Regions from separate parts of the Mus musculus genome. Here all the other regions are linked to region 1. A link is a contact called in public Hi-C, HiCAR-type, HiChIP or PLAC-seq and promoter capture Hi-C data. All regions are on one chromosome and are shown on one strand. Each heading gives the region's core, a stretch centred on a gene start, on an enhancer-like site or on the middle of the called end of the contact. The rest is flanking DNA. Distances are from core to core; before and after follow the strand shown.

The links. Promoter capture Hi-C pulls out the DNA fragments that hold promoters and counts their contacts. A called contact is a pair of places that touch in the nucleus more often than the background predicts. HiCAR-type assays count read pairs that join an accessible place to other places. HiChIP or PLAC-seq counts read pairs in DNA pulled down with a chosen protein or histone mark.
Region 2: a contact with region 1 is called in a Hi-C map of B cells, with 5 read pairs. The contact joins the promoter of Cnep1r1 here to the promoter of Chd9 in region 1. A contact is called at or near these places in 4 of 39 promoter capture datasets (embryonic stem cells, frontonasal cranial neural crest, hippocampal neurons and 1 more) and 1 of 484 Hi-C or Micro-C datasets (B cells).
Region 3: a contact with region 1 is called in an H3K27ac HiChIP or PLAC-seq map of epiblast stem cells, with 7 times the contacts expected there. The contact joins the promoter of Brd7 here to the promoter of Chd9 in region 1. A contact is called at or near these places in 1 of 39 promoter capture datasets (embryonic stem cells) and 2 of 115 datasets of contacts at active chromatin or transcription factors (epiblast stem cells and large pre-B cells).
Region 4: a contact with region 1 is called in a HiCAR-type map of astrocytes, with 6 times the contacts expected there. The contact joins the promoter of Nkd1 here to the promoter of Chd9 in region 1. A contact is called at or near these places in 2 of 39 promoter capture datasets (liver and second pharyngeal arch cranial neural crest), 1 of 115 datasets of contacts at active chromatin or transcription factors (astrocytes) and 2 of 9 other capture datasets (embryonic stem cells and liver).
Region 5: a promoter capture Hi-C map of hippocampal neurons shows a contact between it and region 1, with 5 times the contacts expected there. The contact joins the promoter of Snx20 here to the promoter of Chd9 in region 1. A contact is called at or near these places in 3 of 39 promoter capture datasets (embryonic stem cells, hippocampal neurons and liver), 1 of 484 Hi-C or Micro-C datasets (B cells), 1 of 115 datasets of contacts at active chromatin or transcription factors (astrocytes) and 1 of 9 other capture datasets (liver).
Region 6: a promoter capture Hi-C map of liver shows a contact between it and region 1, with 3 times the contacts expected there. The contact joins the promoter of Cyld here to the promoter of Chd9 in region 1. A contact is called at or near these places in 5 of 39 promoter capture datasets (the 3T3-L1 cell line, cranial neural crest, embryonic stem cells and 2 more) and 2 of 115 datasets of contacts at active chromatin or transcription factors (astrocytes and large pre-B cells).

Annotation. Positions count from the first base shown.
Region 1 is chr8:90,826,893-90,830,898 of GRCm38.p6, forward strand. Chd9 (chromodomain helicase DNA binding protein 9) reads left to right here and starts at 1,943. Exons shown (of 40, transcript NM_177224.2): 1 at 1,943-2,022.
Region 2 is chr8:88,116,799-88,120,804 of GRCm38.p6, forward strand. Cnep1r1 (CTD nuclear envelope phosphatase 1 regulatory subunit 1) reads left to right here and starts at 1,961. Exons shown (of 6, transcript NM_029074.3): 1 at 1,961-2,071; 2 at 2,982-3,053. The coding sequence starts at 2,047. Gm2716 (predicted gene 2716) reads right to left here and starts at 1,809. Exons shown (of 8, transcript NR_151771.1): 1 at 1,568-1,809.
Region 3 is chr8:88,360,466-88,364,471 of GRCm38.p6, forward strand. Brd7 (bromodomain containing 7) reads right to left here and starts at 1,707. Exons shown (of 17, transcript NM_012047.3): 1 at 1,441-1,707; 2 at 1,037-1,245. The coding sequence starts at 1,489.
Region 4 is chr8:88,519,618-88,523,623 of GRCm38.p6, forward strand. Nkd1 (naked cuticle 1) reads left to right here and starts at 1,727. Exons shown (of 10, transcript NM_027280.3): 1 at 1,727-1,914; 2 at 2,030-2,062; 3 at 2,670-2,803. The coding sequence starts at 1,890. It overlaps Gm35162 (predicted gene, 35162), which reads right to left and starts at 1,504. Exons shown (of 2, transcript NR_168470.1): 1 at 1,353-1,504; 2 at 1-181.
Region 5 is chr8:88,634,092-88,638,097 of GRCm38.p6, forward strand. Snx20 (sorting nexin 20) reads right to left here and starts at 2,037. Exons shown (of 4, transcript NM_027840.3): 1 at 1,895-2,037.
Region 6 is chr8:88,694,757-88,698,762 of GRCm38.p6, forward strand. Cyld (CYLD lysine 63 deubiquitinase) reads left to right here and starts at 2,272. Exons shown (of 17, transcript NM_173369.3): 1 at 2,272-2,343.

The DNA of each region.
Region 1 (4,006 bases), core at 693-3,192:
CCTCCCCAGTTTCTGTTGCCTGCTATTCTTGCATGTGGAGCCTACCTAGGGTATGGTCGCTATACCTTGGGGTCCAACCATGACTTAACCTCTCCAGGTAGCTATCAACCCCAGTGGTTCCTCAGCTGGGTGTGACCTTCCTGTCCACCTCCCTACTCCACGCTGGTATTGTGTCTGCTTTGTCTCGCTCACTGTGGTGTGCAGGCTGTAAGTGTGGGAGAGCTTTTGTGGTGTTCTTGAGTGGATCCCTTGTCTGCTCAGTGTCTGAGGTATAGAGACTCAGTTAATATTCACTTAAAGAAGAAACAGGCCAGGCAGTAGTGGAGCACACCTTTAATCCTAGCACTTGGGAGGCAGAGGCAGGTGGATTTCTGAGTTTAAGGCCAGCCTGGTCTGCAGAGTGAGTTCCAGGACAGCCAGGGCTACATAGAGAAACCCTGTCTCAAAATAACAAAGAAGAAGAAGAAGAAGAAGAAGAAGAAGAAGAAGAAGAAGAAGAAGAAGAAGAAGAAGAAGAAGAAGAAGAAGAAGAAGAAGAAGAAGAAGAAGAAGAAGAAGAAGAAGAAGAAGAAGAAGAAGAAGAAGAAGAAGAAATAAAGGTTGCATGAGTGCATTAAATAATCCAGCATTTAAAAATAATCCACTAAAAATTATATACTTGCATACTGTGTGTGTGGCAAGTGCCTATACCTGCTGAGACATTTCCCAGGCTAGCCTGGAGTTTACTATGTAAACCAGACGCTGCTTCTGACTCCCGAGTACAACCAATCACCACTCCGGCAATTTTTTGTTTTTTCTAAATCCACTATTTTTTTTAAGGGATTCATTATACTTTTTTTAAAAAAGATTTATTTATTTATTATATGTAAGTACACTAGCTGTCTTCAGACACACCAGAAGAGGGAGTCAGATCTCGTTAGGGATGGTTGTGATCCACCATGTGGTTGCTGGGATTTGAACTCAGGACCTTCGGAAGAGCAGTCGGGTGCTCTTACCTGCTGAGCCATCTCACCAGCCCTAAATCCACTATTTTTGTAACACTGTCCACTATGTCTTAGTTAGAAGAAAATACTGAAACCTGCTGGAAAGGACCGGCCTGAAGATCCCCTCAGCTCTACAATGCGTGGTAATAGGACTTCCGTGGACAGTGGACTTCATTTAGCGTCATCTGATCTTAATTATCAGCTAATTAGTTCTCAGCCTGGAGCAGTTCTCCCTCCAACCAGGGAGACATTTGGAAACCCAAAGGGGTGTTTTTGGCGTCACAGTGATGAAGGAGGTTGTTGCTGGAATGTGAGGCTAAGGAGTCAGGGATGCCAGGCGACCCGCCAAAGACATGCTAATGAGCCTCCGGAAGAAACACCACCTGGGTGGCCAAATCCCAAGGGTTCTAATTGTGTCTCCGGGACTCCACCCCCGTACTGGTACAGACAGGGTTGTTACAGACAGGTCAGCAGAAGGTAATGGAGGCATCAGAAAACCAGGGAAAGGGTGGGAGGTGACGTGAAGGACTGCTGATAGGGATAGGCATCCCTGGGCTTGAAATAAACCCAGTCCGTGGCATCCTCGGATGCTCCCAGGGTGTTTAAAGGAGAAGCCACGCCAGACTAGGGCGTACTGAAAGCTGACGGTGGAAAGGAAAGATCCATGAGCCCTGCCAGGAAAATCCCAGGGTGGATCCCAGGTCAGAGGCCCAGACCTGACAGCTCCTCCACGCCTCCAAGAAAAAGTACAACAAATTCCGTTCCCCACGCTCCCCAAGGGGTGAAGGTGGTGCAGCCCAGGCCAAATCTGCGCCCCCCCCCCGGGCTCCGCGGTGTTGGAAGCCACCAGCGTGGGAAGGCCCAGCTGCATTTCCGCCCTGCACTGCGCTCGCACCTCCCAGCCCCTGCCCGCGCTACCATCTTACGGCCACTAGGTGGTGCCTGCGCTCTAGTGGCGCCTGTCTGGCGCCGGCGAGGGAGACAGATGGAACCAGAGTCCTAGGGTTCCGGGGACTGGAGGACAGCGCCGGCAGCTAAGGTAAGGATTCCTCGGGCGTGTCCCTAGAATGTCTGAGGCTGGGGTGGGTTGGCCGCCGCGCAACCTCGTTTGTGGTTTGCATTGATGACCAACGAGGACAGAGCGGCCACATGTGCTGTTGCCCCAAGAGGACCTGGAGCCCCGCTGTCCCAGAGCTGGGCCTAAGCTGAGCAGAACCCCAGGTCCCTGGCTCGCACTCAGACATCCTTCACGAGCCTGGGCCTCCGGAAGGCACGCCCAGCCCCCACACAGCAAGTCTTCAACACAGAAAGGTGGGACTGCTGTCCTAGGGTGCCTCCAGTTGAGCTGAGGGGAGAACAGGATCGCAGCACTTCTCAAACTTGGGCATGCATTGATTGTTGGTTAAGGGATAGTAAGGCATGCTGCTGTCTGGGTTCCATGCCTCCACCCCCACCCCGAGCCCCAGATGTAATTGGTTTGAGTTGGACGTGGGGAGCTTTTATTAAAAACTTCCCCCAGGGGATTCCAGCTTGCAGCCAGATTCAAGGGCTCTTTGACCAAAAGAGTTAGAGAAGACCCTATTACAAGCCCGGAAGGCTTCTCTTCCCTCCCCCTCCCTCTTGCCTTTTCAACCAGCAATTGCCTCTGCCTTTGGGCTGTCAAACTCAGTGTGACAAGCCAACACCCTACCCCAAAGGGTGGAACTCAGAAGTGCCAGAGAAAAGAGAGCCAATCAAATCATGTACAGTATGAAAGGGTTCCCCAAGTGGATAGGAGGAGAGAGGGGTTCTCCCCCACTCTAATCCCAGATGAGTGCAGGAGTGGATCCAGGCTGCACTCATCCTTCTGATCAATGGAGCCAAGCACACCCGGGGGCGGGGGGGGGGGGTGGACGACGACTTTGTAACTAGTAAAAAATGGCCCCGTGAATCTTATGTAACAGCCAAGTGTTAGCAGCAGGAGCCTGGACTCTCCAGAGCCAGCCCTCCCTTATTTGTGTCTTTAAATAAACTCACTCAATCACCCTCACTTTCAGTTTCCACATCTATGGAATGGGTACAGAGGTATAAAACTCTCAAGAGTTGCTATGGGAACGATTAAGACTGAAAGCCTGTGTTTACAGATAGTAGTTCTGTGCCAGGCACAGTTCATCCTGTGCACCATCACAACTCTTATCATAATCCACAGAGTAGCAGGTACTGTAGACAGAAGTAACCCATCTGGGAGCTAAGATACCCCACTTTGATGTCCCAAAAGCTGGGACTTAGGAACCAAAGGGCTTGCTGGAAGTTATCAACATGATCAGAGGCAGACTAGGAGCTAGGAATGTGGCTTTGTTGCTAGAGTGCTTGCTAAGTATACATGAGACCCTAGGTTCTCTCTCTCTCTCTCTCTCTCTCTCTCTCTCTGTCACACACACACACACACACACACACACACACACCACACATACACACACACACACACACACACACACACACACCAAGCAGATACCTAGTCCAGGGGTGAACCCATGGTCACGAGCATGACCCTTCCACTGAACTTCTTCAATCCATCAATGGAAATATAATCGTTATCCAGCACGTACTGTGTGCCAGGTAGGCTTCCTGACACAAACCATAAAATGTGGGCAAGACAGAGAGGGGTAAATCAGCCCTCTATGAACTCATACACAACAATGAAAACAGCTAGGAGTTCACGAGATCTACATTATATTTAACAAACTCAAAGACTTGCTAAATTGGATTGTGTCTCCCCAAATCAATACCCCTGGTACTTTGACAGTCATATTTGAACCTTTCAGAACATCAAAAATATTGTCGCCTGAGTTCAGTGTGTTAGTGCACACCTTTAATCCCAGCACTCAGAAGGCAGAAGCAGATGGTTCTCTAAGTTCGAGTCCAGTCTGGTCTACAATTTGAGTTCCAGAACAGCCAGGGCTACCCAGAGAAACCCTGTCTTGAAAAAAACAAAAACAAACAAAGAAAAGAAAAAGTTGTCAACCAATGTTCCTGTCCTGAGC
Region 2 (4,006 bases), core at 711-3,210, 2.7 Mb before region 1:
GTTCCAGGACAGCCAGGGCTACACAGAGAAACCCTGTCTCAAAAAAAAAAAAAAAAAAAAAAAAAAAAGTAATGGCTATGGGCAAGGGTGTAGTGTAGCATTCCTTTAATCCCAGCAAAGGCAAGAAAATCTCTGTGAACTCAAAACCTACCTGGTCAACATAGAGAGTTACAAAACAGCCAGGAATATGTCTGACCCTGGCTCAAAACATCAAGATGTCATCATCTAATAAGTATATTTTATAACTCATAGGTTTTGATCCATAACATTAAAAATTCATCTCGAAGCTGGGCATGATGGTACCATGCTTTTAATCCCAGCACTGCAGGTAGGTCTCTGAGTTCTAGGCTAGCTTACTCTACAAAGTGAGTTCCAGGACAGTCAAGGTTGCTATACAGAGAAACCTTGTTTGGAAAAAAACATAACACACACACACACACACACACACACACACATCTTTAAGTCAGGCTTGGCAACTCACACCTGAATACTTGAAAGGCTTAAGCAGGAGGACTGCAAGTTTGAAGCCAGAATGGACCTTTGTAGCAAGTTCATGACCAGCTTAATCTACAGAGAAAAACTCCATCTCTAAAACAAACAAGTCATCGTAAAAGTTTAAATGAGATAATGCATGTAAAGGGTTTGGACCAGAGAAGGCTCCTTAATGGGAAAGTTTAGAAAGTGCTACTAGGGTAGAGGAGTCTATAAAACAAAGGAGTCAGGAGCTGATAAGTGAGTTAGGGCAAAGGTTGATTAGTAAAACACACAATGTATCAATTTTGGGAACATGGCGGTGTTGCTCAAAGACCTTCTCAGCCCTGATCTGTGTGGCTGGATCCTTTCCGTCTTCTTGGGCCTCTCAGCTCAAACTTCCTTGCAACACTTCTGGACCTCCTTCCTCCTGTCTTTAATATTGGTTGCTTTTTCCATAGAGCTACTGTTATCTGAAATCAGTTGCCTACTTTTATGTTTATTGCTCCCTGAAACCTTTCACTGTGAGGAATGCAATCTTATCTACCGTGGTCATAAATATAATGTAATATGGGACAAATACAATGCGTAGCATGTCATGCAATAAATACCTCTTGAATGAATCAATGACCACCAGGAAATAAACAGAAATAACAGGTCATTTTAATCAAATGTTAATTTTGCTAACCCTGTACATATTTTTGTTATACTTACAAAGACATACTTTGTGCATTCTTTTTTTGTTTTGTTTTGTTTTTTGTTGTTGTTTTTTGGTTTTTGTTTTTGTTTTTTTGGTTTTTTTTTTTTTGTTTGTTTGTTTTTCGAGACAGGGTTTCTCTTAGCCCTGGCTGTCCTGGAACTCACTCTGTAGACCAGGCTAGCTTCGAACTCAGAAATCCACCTGCCTCTGCCTCCCAAGTGCTGGGATTAAAGGTATGCGCCACCACCGCCCGGCACTTTGTGCATTCTTTATGACTATATTGGACGACATGAGGAGAAAATAACCAAGAAAGAAATCCTTCCTTAAGGAATTGGATATCTAAAGAAGAGAAATCAAAATCAAGGAAATCTGCTTGGGGGCGCTTCTAGTACTTACTGCTGAACATATCTCAGTTTCTCTTTAGTTCCTTGAGGGCAGGGATAGATTGGTGGTCTCTCCTTAGCAACCAAAATACTGCCCAGAAGTTAGTGGGCGCTCAATCATTGTTTTAAGAACTAAGAAAGCAACCAAGCTTAAAAATAAAGTATGCTTGGACAGAATTCAGTTCCTCCCCGAGGCAGGAGGCGGCGCCATGGCTATATCAGCCTAGCTGCTCGCTATTCTCGGCCCTTCCAGTTGAACATCTAGCGCTGGGTTCCCGAAGGCGTTTGCTGAAATTAGCCAATAGAAAACTAGTTTAGTTGAGGGGTCTGGATGAGCTACCCAATAAACTCAACGTTTCTAGAAAATGGGCGGTGCCAAACGGAGGGGCTGAAGGGAGCGGTTAGAGGTGGGAGTTGGCGCTGTCGGCGGGGCGGGGAGGGCGGGCTGCGATGAGGACCGGGCCGTGGCGGTGACCGGAGCTGCCGCCCGACATGAACTCGCTGGAACAAGCGGAAGGTAGAGTGTGTCTTCCGCCGGGTCCCGTCCCGAGGCTGAGGAGGTCGCGAGGGCGGCGTGGCGGGGACGCGGGGCGCACGGCCGCCGAGGGGTGCCGCCTTCCCCCCCCGCAGGGGCTCGGGGGCCCCCCCGTCTCAGTGACGAGCCCTTGCGAGTTATAGAGTGCGAATTCATTTTCTGTTTGACAACCTAACGAACCGTAACCCTAATTTCTTCCTTGGCTTCTGTAATTGCCGGAATTTAGATGTACTCTTGGCCTTTCAAAGTTTTGTTTTATTTTGATTTTTTAAAAAACACCTCTGTGGGAATAACACCCTACTTCATTCAGAGGTACGCTCTGCCACAGCACAAGGCGTAGGCGCTGCTGCTGGCCGGACGTTCACCGGCGACCCATTCCTAGGAGGATAAGGGAGTATGTTTGTACAGCCCGTTATCTGTGTATGGAAGTCTAGTAAGCCCATACTACATAGCCATCAATTAATGATAAGAGCTAGGGCCGGAATCGGATAATTGCAGTCAATTAGACCTCATGGATTTTGATGTTTCAACAGGAAGTTCTTGGTTCCACAGAATTAGAATTAAGCTGGAGTTTGGTCCATTTATTTGTAAACACCCTCCACCGCACCCCCCAGTTTTAGCTTTTGACTCTTGGCTGAAGTTGCTGCTGGTCTTCCAGCATACCAGTTTTCAAGCTTCTAAAAGTAGACCAACTGGTTTCCAGAAATTGGGATGAACGAAAAATGATGTTTTTGTTGTGTACTTAAAATTGTTATTATATAAGCAAACGGTGCGTGACACAAGTAATTTGATGTGCAAGACCTGTTGGAGTTTGTCGATCTAAAATTTCATTTTATCAAATTTCATTTCGGACTAGAAAGAGCAGATAGAGAACTGAATTCTCTTTACCTAGATCTCAAGGCTTTCGAAAGAAGACTTACTGAATATATTCATTGCTTGCAACCTGCCACTGGACGTTGGAGAAGTAAGTTGCTGAATGCTTTCTAAGGGAAAATAAAGTGTGGTTGATAGCTTTATTCCTAAGTAGGAACGACTCCCTTTCTTTAAAACTTTTGACTAGTAAATCCTTGTTTTACTAAGCTATAAGATTTCTGAGTTTAGACAACTTTTTTTGTTTTTGTTTTTGTTTTTTGTTGTTGTTGTTGTTGTTGTTTTTCCAGACAGGGTTTCTCTGTATAGCCCTGGCTGTCCTGGAACTCGCTCTGTAGACCAGGCTGGCCTCGAACTCAGAAATCCACCTGCCTCTGCCTCTGCCTCCTGAGTGCTGGGATTAAAGGCGTGAGCCACCAAGCCTGGCTAGACAACTTTTAAATGTATTACTTAGTGCTGTTGACAACGTATTACACAGAAGTACTTAAGAAAATTATGAGCTGGCAAGATAGCTCTGGTGTATGCCGTTCAAGCCTATATCCCTCAGTTGCATCTTCAGAAGCCATTTAAAGGGGAAGGAGAGGGCAGACTCCACAAACTTCTCTTCTGACCTTCACATTTGTGCTGTGCTATGACATGCATGCCTATATATACCATGCAGCTACACACACACACTAAATAATTTTTTAAAGAAAAAGGAAATTATAACTGGCTACCCTAAAAGGAGAGACTATTTTATATGGTTGAATTGTTATTTTTTATGAAAATACATATTTTTTAATTTTAAGTGCATGCCTGTTGCCTGCAGAGTCCAGAAGAGGGTACCTTATATCCTGCAACAGGAGTTGCTAGTGATTATAAGCTATTGTGTGGGTGCTGGGGACTGAACCCAGGTTCTCTGCAAGAACAAGTGCTCTTAACTTTTGAGCTATCTCTCCAACCCCACCTCCAATAATATTTTTTTTTTATTTTATGTATGGGTGTTTTGCCTGCACATATGTTTGTATACTACATATGTGCAGTCCCCAAAAGATTCTCTAGGACTGG
Region 3 (4,006 bases), core at 457-2,956, 2.5 Mb before region 1:
TCTAGGCCAGCTGCATACCTGATGCCCAAATACCCACGAATATAATCAAGACAAGCCTTGTCGAACTCATAGGTAAAACAATTTACATGTTCACTTTCAAAACTCTCAGTTAAAACAAAGACTCATGCCTGTGTGCTTTTGTAATTTAGGAAATGAAAATATAAGCCAGCCTGACCCAAGACTGTGACTATTGCCATAGTCAAGCTAAAGGTCATAAAATTCTGGGCAAAAAAGAATAAATTTAAAACATTCCTCCCCCCCCCCCCAATAATTTAAGACATTTTAAAGAGACAATCTCTAAGGCTTGGCCACTCATCAATGACTGTATAAAGCAAAGAAAAACTCTAAAACTAAGCCTCAGAAAGGATGACTTTCAAAAAGTACTAACGCATTTTAGTAAGCACTTGAGGGCAGGCAGCTAACATTTTGGAAGGGCAGAATTCTAGGGCAATTCCAGATATGGGTGGACTCACCTTTGAGAAGAAAGTTAACCCGCACTATTCAACCTACCTGGCAAATCAAGACATTAGCTACTTACTCTTTTCTAGTTAATGAAAACGGTTGCTTATTTTGTATTAAGCAGCACAGGTTGGCCGCAGTCTCCTGCGCGCTGAGATCACAGGCACGTGCCATCACGCCGCGCCAGCTCCATTTGTCATTAAAATAACTTATTTCAGGAGAACACTTGGGACACCTGTAGATCGCCTTCACTTCTGAAGAACAGCTACGTTTGACAAACCTCCCAGGCTTTCCGGTGAGTGACTTCTCACCCTTCCAAGACAATTATAAAAAAAACAGCCTTTGAAGGAGTCACGGAAGACCAGGACTCGGCTGCTTACAGGATGTGTGGGGACAGCACGGGTGCTCGAGAGGACACTTGGGACAAGACTTGCTGAGCGCCCAGGTGACCCAGGCTTCTGGTCTGTCTCACTCCTCCACAAAGCCAGACTTCCCAGACGTCTGGGTGTCGCACTGGAACAGGCTAAGGAGGCTGGGAACTGGAGCCCGGGGCCATAAGCAACAAAGCCCCCTTTACCTTGACTCTTCTCCGTTTTCTCCCCTTCTCTTCCCCCGGAGCCTGCTTCTCGCCTTTCTTCCTCTTTTTCCGTTTTCTGTCCTTGTGTTTGTCATGGTCGCTTCTGTCTTCGAAGAGGCTGGAGTCGTGCCCGGAGCTGCCCGTGGAGAGCTCGGTGACCTCGCTCCCCCCGACTTTGAGGACCAGCTTCAGGGGCTTCTCCACGTACTCTGAAACAAGAGCAGGACGCGGGGCTGAGCCGGGGCCGGCCGAGGGCGGGCGCCCCACCTCCCAGCGCCCCACGAACCCCCGCCGGGACCGGCAGGCCCGAGTCGAACGCCGCCCCGCCGGGGGCGATCTCCGCGGGTCGGGGCCTTGCGGGCAGGGGACGGCGCGGCTCCGCAGGCAGGCCAGCCGCTCCTCACCCTCGTAGAAGTGGCGGTCCGACTTGTGCTTCTTGTGCTTCTTGCCCATGTCCGACCGGGCCCCAGAGCCCGCCCCCCGCGCCAGGCCCAGGCCGTGCGGCGCCGCTTCCGGTCCGGGCCAGGCGAGCGGAGGGCGGGAGCGGGGCCCGCGAGAGCCCGCGCCGCGAGGCAGGGGGACGGCACGCGCCCGGCGGCGCGAGGTCCCTCACGAGAAAAAAAAAAAACCACGCGCGGGACGCGACCGAAGCGCGACACCAGTGGCGAGAGGGCGAGAGGCCGGCAAACCAGCGGGAAAGAGAGGCCGCCGAGCGGACGGGATGCGGTCTGCGGCGCGTGGCGGCCCCTGGCGGCCGGAGGCGGCGCTGCAGCCTGTGGTGGAGGGCGGGGCTGCGGCTGGGGGGCGGGCTCAGAGGCGGGGCCTGTCTTGACTTTCTTTTTCCATCCCCGACGCTCTTCCCTGCTTTCCTGAATCCTTTTAACTTTCCTTGGCTTTTGTTTCTTGTCTTTAGCAATATTATTGAACTCCATCTGTACAGGATCGGGCAGACCCAAGAATATGGGTCCTGCCAAGCCTAACGATCTCCGTTCGCTCTCCAGGTTCCACATGAAGGAGAGAATCGACTCCTGAAAGTTGTCCTCTAATGTTTACATTTATATATATTCTTGCACAAATAAATAAATGCATACAGAAAAAAACCAAAACAAAACAAAAACAAAGGCTTGTTCATGATAGAATAAAGCCTCCAAGATGTTAACTAAATGAAACGCACCAAGTGTGCAGCAGTGTTGTTCAAAAGTGAGACCGGAAGTGAAGGTGTGGTCTGGATTCAAAGGCTGGAAACAGTACTGCTTACTTTATTTCAGGTGACCAGGACGGTATAGGGGTGGATTCTTTTACTTTTATGCTTTTCTTTGTGGTTTAAAAAACAATTTATATGCTAAAGTAACTGGAAAGAAAAGGAAGCTAAGGGTCTAGAAATTAGCTAGAACTTGCCTCCGAAAAGGTGGTGGGGTTGCAGCTATTGGCTCCCCAGGGAGGCACAGGCTGCCTGCTGTTTTGTCTGCTTCTCACCCCCATCAGTGCCGTTCCTGTTCTCTTATCTCTGGATGCCCAGCCCTTCTGGGCAGTGGCTCACTGACAATTTTGTCTACTGGCACTTACCCAGATGGGCCACGTTAAGATCTGCTTGTGCTGGGTGTGATGGTGCATGCATGCATGGCTGTGCTGGCCTATCCCGGCCCTCAGGTTGAGGCAGGAGGACTGAATCCCAGACTAGCCAGGGCTACATAGTAACATGCTATCTAAAAATAGAGCTCACTGTTGCATGTGCAGAGATGTCTAGGGAAATAAAGTGCACGCTCTCTCTCTCTCTCTCTGTGTGTGTGTGTGTGAGACAACTTTACAAAATAGCAAGAGCAGGTAATATTCATATTCCCATTTTATAGAGGAGGAAATGGATGCCCAAAGAAATAAGATAGGGGTCAGATGTAGAATCAGTATTCAAATCCAGGCTTGAACTGGAGTCACAATCCTTTTCATTAGTTAGTACACACAGTGCAAAGTGTCTTTACTGCACTTTTAGCCTTCTAGTGGCCTATACATTTTATAAAAATCTCATTTTTTCCTCAAGAAAGAATCTAACCGATCCTTTCTACTGTACTCAGAAGTGGACTTGAGAGTGGAGAGAAGATGCAGGAGTTAAGAACACTTGCTGCTCTTCCAGAAGACCTGGGTTCGGTTCCCAGTACTTACCCCCATCCACCAGCTCACAGCACCTGTAATTCCAATTTCAGGGTGTCTCCTGGCTCTTTAGGCACCTGTGTTCATTTAGTGCACATAGATCCATGCAGCCACACGCACACACATAAATTAAAACAACAACAACAACAAAAACCAACAACAAGTTGGACTCTTGGATGGCTTTTTCCTGGAAGGTTTGTTGTTTATCTTTGTGTGTGGTATGCTAGGTGTGTAAACCCCTGTAGGGAACCTCGAAGTCAGCTCAAGACACTCCAAGGCCAAATTCTCAGCACAAAGATTTACTTGCTTTAGAGGTACAAAGGTCAGGGACTGAGAGACAAAGACAGGAGATAGAGGACACGGAGAAGGGGACAGGAACAAGGGAGAGGAGTAAGGGGTATTTGCCCTTGACAAAGGACTGCCTCTGGATACAAAGGAGACAGACAGTGCTCTTAGGTAAAAGGAGAAAACTGTGTGTTAAGATGAGGTGTTTAATTTTGATTGTGCATGTTAATTAGGTGAGCCAAAGGGGGCTTTTGATGGCTGGACTTCAATACTTTGATAGCTGGACCTTGGTAGGCAATCTCAGGAGGAGGAATTAGCCAAACAAGGGAATAGACCTTGGTGGCTAGCTTTATATATTTAATCTAATGGTTTTGAGCAAGGTAGAGGGAATGGGGAGAAGGACAGGGCCTGTTAGAGCCATGCTTGCCACACTCGAGCTGGCCAGAGTCCCTTTACCGCCACATTTTAGGTAGTGCCGAGCTACCCCTAGACCTGTAGCTTAGCCTTGAATTCCAGTGTTGAGATGATAGGATGATATTT
Region 4 (4,006 bases), core at 477-2,976, 2.3 Mb before region 1:
GCAAGAAGAGGGATGAAGAATTTCAGAGGGTCACACAGCTCCGGGTTCCCTTGTCCTCTGAGACAAGGAGGTGCTCAGAGTCGTACTTCACAGCACAGCAGCCACCAGCCACATGCCAAGGTCTCTTGCAGTGTGGCTCTTCTGTTTGAGATGTGTTTCAAGTGTAATATGCACACCAGACCTTAAAGACAGTGGAAAACAAAGAACGTGACATCTTACTAAGTATTGATGTGATTTTTGCTATCTTGAGTCAAACCAACTTTGCCCTTTACTTTTAATGTGAAACTTACTTTTTTTTTTTTTTTTTTTGGTGGAGGTGTGTGTGTAGGGGATAATTTTGTAGCAGGTTGGCCATTCCTTTCACCATGTGGTCTCTGGGGATGGAACTCAGATCCTCAGGCTTGGTGGCAAGCAACTTTAGCAGCTGAGCCATCTGGATGACACACCTGTTTAACTTTTTAAAAATTGTAGCGCCTAGGGCTCAGGACATAGCTCAATCACAGTGTTTGCTTGCCTAGCACCGGCTTGTCAAAGCAGTGCTCTGGGATTGACTCCCAGATCCCTTCCCACAAAGTGCTTACTTGTAAGTCTAAAAACGACCAACCACTGTAGGTCACCTGTTTATATTGAGTATCGCAGCACAGGGGAGCAGGTTTTAAAAAAATGAGGAGAACTAAGTCTCCATTGTACAGATCATAAAACTGAGGCTGAAGCAGTGAGTCTAGCTCTAAGAGCAGAACTGGTTCTTTCCCATGCCCAGGCTCAGATACCAGGATAAGCTTAGCGCGGGGACAGCAGAGAACGTCCTTCTAAGGACCACAAAGGTATATAGTGGAAGCCTTTAAGTCGCCTTCCCCTTTGCAGAGACCTCCCCAGACAAAACAAACAGGCCCTTGGGGTCTGCAGAACTGCAGGGGGGAAGGGGGAAACGGAAACTAAGAAAGATCAAAGATCCGGCGGTTCACCGCTCCTGGCCTCATAGCTTGGCAGCTCGCCCCGATCCCAGTTGGGCACTCAGGAGCCCATGGGCGAAGAAGAGTTGCGAGTGACAAGGGGACAGCTCGGGGTTCCTGTACACTTGTTGTTAACAGGAGTGGGCCTGAACTCCCTCTAGCCAGCAAGGTGTCCAGTTGATTTCTACTGGACTCCCAAATGGGAAAAAAAAAAAAAAAAGAAAAACCCAAAAAACAAAATCAAACAAACCCAAAACCCAGAGTAGTCAAAGAAAAGGGCAGGCAGCTGAAAACAGGGATTGAGCACTGTAAGTCTGGGAAGGGACAGCACCATGGGAGAGCAGTAGACACGTATGCTAGGGCATCTGAGGTCGCCAGTTATAACCTCAGTTTCCCCACCTGTGAACTCGAGCCATCCAGTCCCACTCTGGCAGCTTCGAGGAAATGCAGAGAAGAGGGAAGTCTCAGTGTCACCAGCGAGGGCAGCGCTGTTCCACCACCCAGCGGCCAAAGCCTCCGCCCGGTCCCGACTCAGGCCCCGAGGTTCGCACGGGGGGCTTGGGGCCCAGCACACCCAAAGCCCCTCCCCATCGAGGCTCCACCCCTCCCCGCCCACAGGCCACGCCCTCTGTGGTCCCGCCCATCGGCCAGCCCCTACCCGCAGGCCCCGCCTCTACCCGCCCCGCCGCGTCCGCCTCGCCTTTGATGGGCCGCTGCCGGCCAATGGGCGCTCAGGGAGGCGCGGGGCCGCGGCGGCGGGCAGGGGGCTCGGCGCGCCCGGGCGTCAGTCCGGCCGCGGCGACGGCGGCAGGAGCGCGTCCCGGCGCCGCCTAAGGCTGCGCTCGGCGCGCGGACTGTGAGGAGGAGGCGAGCGAGGCTGGCGCGGGGTCGGCGGCCGGACGCATGGCTTAGGACGCTCCGCCGCCGCGCCCCAGCATGGGGAAACTTCACTCGAAGCCGGGTCAGTGTCCTCGCCTGCGCGCCGGCCGCGGCCCCGCGTCCTCTCGCCGGTGCTAACTCTCCCTCTCCTTTCTTTCCGGCTCCCGCCGCCGCCGCCGCGCGCGATGTGCCCGCAGCCGCCGTGTGCAAGCGCAGGGAGAGCCCGGAAGGTAGGCGTGCGGGCCACCAGCCCGGGGGGCGCGAGGGAGGCGGCGCGGACCGCCCTGCCGCTGGATCTCATTACCAGGGTTGCCTCAGCCCCCAGCCCCGCCCCGGGAGCGCTCTTTGGGGCCCCTCTGTCCCTCCTACCCGTTCCCCACAGCCCGGTGCTCCCACTGCTGACCCTAACCCCCTCCACTTTGGCGGCGGCGTCTTCCCTTCAGCTCCCCAAGATCTTGCGCCTTCCTCTAGTCGCCAGCCCCTACTCCGGAGAACTTGGTCTCTGGTCTCACTGCACCCTCTCTGCTGACCCTCATCTCTCTCCTTCGCAATCCCTGCCTCCCGCGCTCCTTCCTCTCTGATCCCCGAACTCCTTCAGTCAGGGTATATTGCCTCCTCCCTTTCACCCTCTGAATCCTCCTAGCACTTAGGATCTCGCCGAGCCCCCTTCCTTGGCTATTTCGCTCTTTTGGATTCTGCTCCGTCTGGTGCTTGACCCTCTTGCCAAGTCTTTACTCTCCGGGCTGTGCCGCCTTGTCTCCTTCCCTTCACTCTCTGGTAACTTTTTGCCAGCCGGGGGGGCCCAGACTCAATGTCTTCGTGTTCTTCCCGCCTCAGGTGACAGCTTTGCTGTAAGCGCTGCTTGGGCAAGGAAAGGCATCGAGGAGTGGATCGGGAGGCAGCGCTGTCCAGGCAGCGTCTCAGGACCCCGTCAGCTGAGATTGGCAGGCACTGTTGGTCGAGGCACTCGGGTATGGCCCCCCACTCCGTTCCATCCTTTCACCCCTTTTAGCCTTGGGGAGAGTCTGAGGATCTCCCCCTACTCCAACTTTTAGCATCCCGCTTGCACATTGTTCTAAGTCCAAAAATCCCTTCTCAGCCACTGTGTGCCCCACTAGCCCTACTTGTGCCCTATGCTTTGGAGGACCCTTGTCGATCAAGTGGGCACCAGTCTCCTGCCCAGCTGGGCACAGAGGGTTGCTTGGGGAGGAAGTGCCAGGGAGGCGATGATACAGGTCCAGTGGGGTGGGGAAACTATGCTGTGTTTCTGTGTGTGTGTCGGGGGCTGGGGGGGCTCCTCTACTTTGCTTTTGTGGCCAGCTTTTCCACAGGGAGGGGTTAAGACTAAAGGCAGACAGGAGTGTCTGGGTAGAGGGCAGGGCTCTGCTGGCCCAGGATCTGTGGCTACCTCCAACTGTGTCTGTGGCATTCATCAGTGCCATCTGCCATCTGAGTGTAGAGTTTGGAGGCACTGAGACCTGGCTGCCCCCTTAGTGTGGCCCTGAGAGGGAGGGGGCTTCTCTGTAGTGTGGTCTGGGTGCACCCTCTTTCTTCACCCAGGGGGTTCTTGAGGCTAGAGGTGTTCTGTGGGAGCAAGTGGGTTGGGGGAGTGAGTGACTCCAGCCCCTGCGCCTGGCCTGGGACTGGTGTTCACAGATGTCCTGTGAGCTCCAGAACTCCGCACGAGGCTTTCAGATGGTCTGCGTGGAACTCTTGCAAGCTGAGGATCAAAGGATGAATCAACTTTTTGATGTGACATTTAATTTTTTTTTTTTTTTAACTTAGAGGGGGAAAAGACTGAGCCTCAGGTCTGGCTAGTTCTTTGGTCTTGTTCTTTGGGTGAGGGTGGTAGAGTCTTCAGATGTGTGTGTGTATGTGTGTGTACAGGGGTGTATGTGTGTATGCATGTGTGTTAGTATGTGTGTATTGCACCTGGCAGCACTATTGTAGACAGGTGGCGTGTGTATGCATGTGTGAGTGTGTGTGTGTGAGTATGTATGTGTGTGTGAATGTGTGTGAGAGTCTGTGTGAGTGTGTGTGTGAGTGTGTGTGAGAGTCTGTGTGTGTGTGTTGGCACCTGGCAGCATGATTGCAGGGAGGGGGCATGTGTGTTTGTCTGTGCATGTGTGTTAAATGTCTTCTCTCTCTGGATACTTCTCTCCTTCCACTCCATG
Region 5 (4,006 bases), core at 787-3,286, 2.2 Mb before region 1:
AATGCTGTGACCCTTTGATACAATACCTCAAGTCGTGGTGACTCCCCAACCCTAAAATTATTTTGATGTTACTTCACAACTGTCATTTTGCTACTGTTAGGAATTCTAATATAAATATCTGATATTTAGGATATCTGACTGTGACCCCTATGGGGGGGGGTCACAACCCATAGGTTGAGAACCACTGTGCTAAGTGCTAAAGCAAGATAGTAGGTAGTCCATAGGCTGTCATATTTAACAGGGGGTTTTATTTGTTTGCTTGCTTTTGTTTTTTGAGATAGTGCTTCACTATGTAGCCCAAGCTGCCCGGAAGTCATAATCTTCCTGTCTTTGCCTCCCTAGGGCTGGGACTACAGGTATGCCAAGGGGGCCTATTTTACCGAATGGAGATGTAGTGTTTCCTATGGGCACTCTGTACTCTCCCTATGATTTTGTCTGTGAAGTGAGTGGTGGCTTGTGGAACTGGCCCTAGTGGTCCAGGCCTTTCCAGATCTGCAGGGAACTTCTTCCATGGGGCTTCGGAAGACCGCAGAAATGTGCCCGTGCTGCGTGCTCTGGTAAACCATTCAAAAACTGGCATGAAACCGAGGCTTAGAATAAAACTCAAAGCCACAACCAAAGCTGTTCCTGTCCTCTTACAGGACAGGCTGGGAGTGACCCATTTAAAGACAAGTAGATAAAGATGATATGTTGACAGTTTCCCAAACACATCCAAGCCTCAGTTTCCCCCTGTGGGCAATTGATCCTTTTGCTAAGCTCCTTGGTTTTTTGTTTTTTTAGTTTTTTGAGACAGAGTTTCTCTGTATAGCCCTGGCTGTCCTGGAACTCACTCTGTAGACCAGGCTGGCCTCGAACTCAGAAATCTGCCTGCCTCTGCCTCCCAAGTGCTGGGATCAAAGGCCTGCGCCACTACGCCCAGCTGCTAAGCTCCTTGGGGACAGAGGGTTCTGAGGGCTGCCTTATCACTCCACACCCTCAGTGGGAAAGATTTCTAGCCATCAGAACAAAGCACTGCAGATGTTGGGACTGGACTTGGCCCAGAGGACAGAGCAGAGTCGCAGGCTCCCACCCCTCCACCCCTTACTATCTTCTGTGCATGACAATCTTCATTTTCCGGGAGCCTTGGCTCTTGTTCCCCACTTCAAGGGGCCCTGCCCTCTTCAGTCCTCCTCCTTCATACACAGGGCCACTTGTAGAGCCGAGGCCACCTTTCTCGGGGGCAGGGGGAAGGTTGTGGGGGGTGGCTAATGAAAATCTGGTAGAATATAGTAAAAGCCCTTGCCCATAAGACAGAAGAACTGAGAGGCACCCATTCAAAGAGGAGGAGGAAGGAAGGAAAGGAAGGACAGGGAGCGGCAGCCCTGGCTGCGGGAGTTTGAGTTTAAGTCTCCTTTCTTTGTAGGGCAGCCTCCTCAGGTCTCCATTGAAGGGCCAGCCAAGGCTCCACCTGCCCTGAGCACCATGGGACCCCTGGGTGCTTCTCTGTGGAGCTTGCCGCTGGAAGCGCTCTCAGTTGGGTGTGCACATCAGAATCCCCACTGGGACTGGGGAGAGGAAGTGTTAGGAGCTCTAAGGCAAGCAGGCTGCCTACCCCACAACACCCAGACAGAGCTGGGGTGGGCTCCGGATTCTTACTCGGCTACAGGGTCCACCCTTTGAGAAATACAAGCCTGGACTTGTTCCCAGGAACAGGACCAGTGCCTGGCATTGCAAAAGGAGTCAGGCTTAGAGGTTGGAGGTGGGTTTGGCCCCAGTTTCTAAGGACAGCCCATACTCTCACCACCCTTGGTCCCTCCTAACCAGTACCCAGGGAGTTCCTAGAGGGCCTCTCAAGGACATCACTGGGTCTCAGGGCGCAGAAGCCAGCTACGCTTGGGGTCAAACACTGACTGACCTGGGATCTTCAGGCTTTGTGGGTTCGGGGTCCAGGAGAGTCACATGCCCCAGTCCGATCTCTTTTTGCAAGGTCCAACTAGATGGCTGAATGTCTGCCGCAATCCTGAGTTCTCCTTTTGAAAACAGGAAATGGGCTGAGTGATCTCCTTCAGGGGCCCCAGCTTATTGGTTGCTGAAAGATGTACATTGAACCTCCTAGACAAATATCTGCAGTACATCATACAGGCCACGTGGGTCAAGGCCACCAACAGGAGGACAGTTTAACTTCACAGCAGCTTTAAGCAGCTTGATACGTATTAGACACCCGAACGATAGCTGGCATTTGGAGAATTCATTTCAAAGTCCTTTGTTTTAGTCCTTTTCTGTGGCAATGACAGAAGACGATAAACTGAAGGAAAAAAAATCACACACACGAAAGTTTATTTAGTTTATAGCTCTGGATCCGGAACATGCAAGAGCACACTGGTAGTGTCTGTGAGGGCTGTCCTGCCGCATGTGACATGCCATGGTAGGAGGTGGACAGACAAGAGAAAGCTTACCTTATGCACCCCAGTTTCACAGTTACAGCATAAATCCCTTTATGAAGACTGTCCTTATGACAGTCAACTCTCAGAAGACCCTACCTCCCAAACCCATTATGTTAGGGATCTCAGTCTAACATGAGGATTTGGGGATACATTCTTTTAATAGTTATTATCCTAGCTATGAGCTAGGCATAATGGGGCCCTTCGTGTTCTGTTGACAAGCTGGAGAACTGAGGTTTGGTGCATGGAGCTGGTGGGATGCGGAGCCAGTGCCTGACACAGAAAGGTCATGGGATAGGCTAGGGTACGGCCCAGGTGGACATCTTGCACTCCCCTGGCTGTGAATGAGCCAGGCTGTACCTTCTCTACCCTTGGCATGGCTAATACTTCTTGAAGCCATTCTACAGTGTGGGCAGGGGTGTCACCTCATAGCTTACAACACTGGGTCCCACAAAGGATAATTATGGTAGACATTTTACAGGCTTATTTCCCACCCATCTCTTCTCCGTTGGAGTCCATTGCCTTCTTTGTCTTTTATCGAATTGCGTTAATGGCTGAAGATAGGCCGAGAGGGTTCCTTTGGGTACATGTGCTTCTTAATCTCTTTTTCCTCCCGAGGCTCACATTTGCACTGAAAGGATCTTGTGATGAATAGATGCTGTCTACCATGCTCAACTAAATCAATCTTGCTTTTCACTGTCACAGAGGTTTCGCCCTCATTTGCATCTGCTTCAACCCCACAGGCCCTCAGGAAGCTTATGATGAGTCAAGGTGTACAGAACACTTAATGGTGTCATGCTGAGCGTGTGAGGCTGGCAACTGAGGGCATACTAAAATCCTCATCGTTTGCCTTTCTGCTCAGGACTCTGTACAACATCCTGCCTCTCTGCACCACCATCACTATCATACCAAGAACACACATATCCATAAGAATTTGGTTTTGGCAAGAGCTTGAGAGAACTACTGTGCATGGCGTGCCTCTGGCTAGCCAGTCCCAGCTGCAAGGGCCGGATCTCATTTGCCTCTGCCTCGTGTTGCCTGGCAGAGGGCCTAGTGTGGTAAAGAGACAAGAGGTTGCAGAGAGGTGTGTGCCTCTGCCCCTCCTCTTCCTACCGTGCATCTTTCCAGCTCCTTGCCCTGTCTCTGCCCAGGCTTGAAATCTGTGAGATGCCACAGCAGGCTCTACATTCTTCTCCAAACCCTGTGAGCTCATCACAGCAGTTAGCAGCCACAGGGGAATAGTGTGACAGTCACTGCTTCCTCTTTTGGGGCAGGGGCCCAGTTTTTGGAAACCACCTGACATGGAGGTGTGCCCAGATTTTGTTGGAGGAACACAACTGGGCCAGTGTGACCAGGAGACTTTGTCATCTGCTGGGTGCTGGCTTTTCTCTGAAGCCCAGAAGCGGATGGGAGAGGGGTACAGGCAAGGGCTATGTCTTGTCCACTTGGGCTGCCATAACAAAATGCCCTATGCCATGTGGTTTAAACAACCAAGCTTGTGTCTTAAAGTTCTGGGGGCTGGGATATTCAAGATCATGGTGATGGCAGATCCAGTGTTTGGTGAGAGCCTGCTTCCTGGTTTGTTA
Region 6 (4,006 bases), core at 1,022-3,521, 2.1 Mb before region 1:
TCTCTACTTAGATGTGTTTCCTGGTAGCTGCTCAGCTACTTAACCTGATCTGCATGGAGCCAAGCCCAGGTTGGGTGGGACAGGCTGAGGGCAGGGAAGCAAGAGGTTATCAATGGGGTCTGGAGTCATCTGAAAAGATGGCTGGTAGAGTTTGCACTTGGGCTGGGCCTTACTTGAAGGGAAGATTGTGGAGGCCTAGGAAGCACTTTAGTCAGAGATACCACTTAAACTCAGGCGAAGAAACAGCTGTGTAACTGAGGGAAACTATTTTCCCTCTCTGGACCTTAATCTCCCTTCCATAAAACAAGACACCGGAAAGATGAAGAACTGCAAATAGTATCTAGTATGACAATAACATCATTTTTGTGTGTCAGACCATGGCGGCTATTTTATCTCTTGAGCCTGAACGCACAGCTTCAGCATCGTTCTAGGCAGCTCAGTTCTAGGCAGCCAGTACCGACTGACCTGGAATGGCGACTAAGAAGAGCCTGCAAGTAAGGTTTGGATGAGCTGGTGATCTTGGATGAAGTCAGGCCCTTATCCTGATTCAGTGAGCATGTGTCAGCGGGGGTGGGGGTGGGGATAAGTGAGGTACATGGTTACTGATAGTGCAGTGGCAAACCCTACTGAAGCAGAGCATTCAACTATACAAGATGTCACTATCAGAAAGGACATAAAGATGCTTCAGCCAGGAGCGGCAAATCACATCTCCAGGAGCCTAAGGACAATGAGCATGAGAGAAAGGATCTGAGGAGAGAAAACAGAGTGGGGGAAGGACTCTGACAATCTGGAGAAAATAAGTCTGCTTGACCCACTAAAAGATTCCCAAGTCTACTTCCTCAACTCTGTCCTCTTCCTTGTTGGATGGGGCCAAGCAAAATGTTCTCCCACACAGCCAGATTGGATCTCTGAATCATGCCAGTGTCATGGGAGAATCCAGATCTATAGGGGAATGTTGTTGTCTAAGGCCACTGTGTGTCACTATTGATTTATATCATGTGGCTAGAGCTTGGGAAATTGGGAACAGGATATATGTATACCAGTGAAAGACAGGAAAGAGTTGAGGCTTCAGTTTTCAGAAGATACCAATTTCATCATGGTTGATTTCAGCAGGGAGAGGAGTTGTGAGTTAATACTGTTAGCAATCACCCATGTGTCTGTCTGCTTCTGTGTTAGTGGTTTTCATTGTTTGGATTTTCAGAAACATGGTAGTCTTCACTGGGGAAATTTGTGTCATGATTAAACACACACACACACACACACACACACACACACACACACACACACACACACACCCCTCCTTCTCAGTATTAATCACCTTCTCCCATAATTAGTAGTTAAAATGTCAAAGGAGAAGGAATTAATTAAGAGAACTATCCAGTGAAGCAAGTCATGTGCTGCCAGGCTCTGGGGCTGATTATAAAAAGAGTTTCTTTAAATATTTTGAACACTTTTGGGAGTCAGAATCCTTCCGTCTAATTGAAAGATCCTTCATTATACCCTTAATTCTGGCTGGTGGCCAGGGATGCAGTCCCGGGTAAGGTAGAGGGTGGAAAGCCTTTCTTTATCCTTAGGAGACTCTCTCCACCCTTGGAGAGGATGGCCACAGAAGTTTAAAAAAACAGCAGGTGTCCCAGACGCCATCTGAGGACAGAAAGAGCTTCAGTTTGTACAGAGTCTACTGTTAGGAGATACTATATAGCATTTCACAATAATCCGGTAAAACAGGTGGTACTAACACCTCCGTTCTACAGACGAGGAAATTGAGGCTTAGGATGGTTGGGAGTTCCCCGTGTTACATGTTGACAAACTGAGAAAGAAAACATTGACTCTAGGTGTAATTCTAAGCTTTGTTCTTTCAATGGAATTCTGAAAATTATTCTCAGTTCTTCTCTGGATCGCTTCCCACCCTAGTTTTGACAGCTAAGCCAAGAGACAAGACCCGCGCAAGGAGGGTGGAGCTAAGAGCACAGCGCCCCGCCCAGGCGTGGTTTCAGCCAATGGTGACATGACACTGGCGGCCTTTCGCCCAATCAGCCATCGCTCCTCGCCCCCACCCTTTCTCCTCTGCCCCGCCCCTTCGCTTTCCCTTTGCCTCCACCGAGCTTGACCGAGCGGAAAGTCCCTTCAGCCAGCACCCTGCCAGCAGCCATTGGAGGAAGGTCTGTTACAAGAAAACCCAATCAGAGCGCACGCAGGGTCGGATCTCTGAATACGATTGGCTAGCGCGGCATCTACCCTCTCCGCCTCCGCTCCTCCCTCCCCGCGGGCAGTTCGGAGGCGGGGCAGGTGGGGGCGGGCCCAGGTAGCAGGTTCGGCTGCGCGGGGGCCCGCGCGCCTGAGGTAAATACTGGGGTGGTGGGTGTGGGGCGCCCGGCCGGCCCGGGACGCTGGTTCTGAAGCCCGGGGCTGCGGCGCTGAGCGGCGGCCGAGGCGGGTGAGTGTGCGCGGCCGCGCGGCTGACGCTAGGTCCCCAGTGTTCCTGCTCTGCCTCAGGCGCCCTGAAGCGCGGAGGCGACCGTCGGGCCTCAGCGCCCGCCCGTTAGCTGCCCCGGGCCGACGAGCTTCTGACGTCAACCGCGGTTGTCACCTCCAGCCTGCCCGAGGGCTCCCGACTCGCGGGACTCCTGCACCACAGGGCTTGGGTAGGAGCAGTGCAGGACTCCGTCTTTCTCTCTGGCCCGCCGTCGTGGACAGATGGGGAAACTGAGGCCGGGACCCTGCCTGGCTCCCAACGGCTGCAGGAGGCAGGGAGAATCTCGGGTTATGGTACCTCACGTCTGTGCTGTTTTGTGGGGTGTTGGTGGCTCCGCTCCCGGAAGAGCAGTCTGGCCTCGCTAATGGCGTGTTCTGCTTTTTCTTTCAGTTTCTCTGGTCTGGAGGGAGGGGGGAGGAGAGAGGATGGTTTTGCACAGTTGTGTAGTTGGAAGGTGCATCCTGTTGAGACAGGTACCTTGTTTTTCCTTTTATTATTATGGTCAGCCTTGGAGGAGACCGCCAAGTCGCGAATGATCATGGTCTGGAACTGAGTTCATCTGGGTCAGCTGCCAGGTTATTCATGTCCTTGGCATCTTTTTCTATTCCACCCCTTGGCATTTGCATGTTTTAGGGGTTTGTCATCCTCTAGCCACCAAGCCTTGCAATCTCCCAACCCCCACTATCCCCGCCACCTTCCTCTTTTTGATTTTCCCTGGAAAGTTGTCTCCTTAGAGGAGCATTCATTCATACCTTGCTGTGGTGTGTGTGTGTGTGTGTGTGTGTGTGTCTGTGTGTGTCTGTGTTGGGGCTAATCAGGGATTCCTAATAAGATTGCTCATTTTTGTAATCATTGGCTCCAGAGAAGAATGCAGGCATCAAGAGGGCGTGCATTCAAACATCAGTCTCTTGCACACCCCCTCATACCTCAAGTAGGTTGAATGGCCCCAAGAATTTAGCCTGCTGCTCCCCGCTGGGTAGTGGGTGGATTTGCACTAGAACAGTATTGAAGGAAAGTGATTTGCTGGAAATTCTTAGTGAAGTTCATGTAATTTGAATGTTGACAGTACCCAGAACATTCTCTAATGTTCTGCTGCAAAATTTTAAGGTATTCTTTAAAAAAAAAAAAAAAAGCCTTGTTTGGACTGGAAACTTTTGAGATGAGCTGATAAGACCAGGAACTTGTTATGTAAAAATGACATATTAAACAGAAGATACCTAAACTGTGGTTAAGTGATTTAAGGAAGTCTTTAATACATGAAGAAAGAGCAGTAATTATCCTGCCCATCAATCTATACTTAGTGTTTTGCTCCTGGTGTTTATACTGTCATCTTACATTTTTAGTTTCAAATGAAGCTCCAAACAACCTGGTTTCATAATTGTGACATTTCACCTTACTTGTTTCTACTTATATGGATAGTAGCATAGTATAAAATTGATTGTGATTTTTTTCCCCAGAGAATTAATGATATTTTAGGCAAACATCATGTTTCTCTATTTCTTGACTCTTATTTTTAACATAGTAGAAACT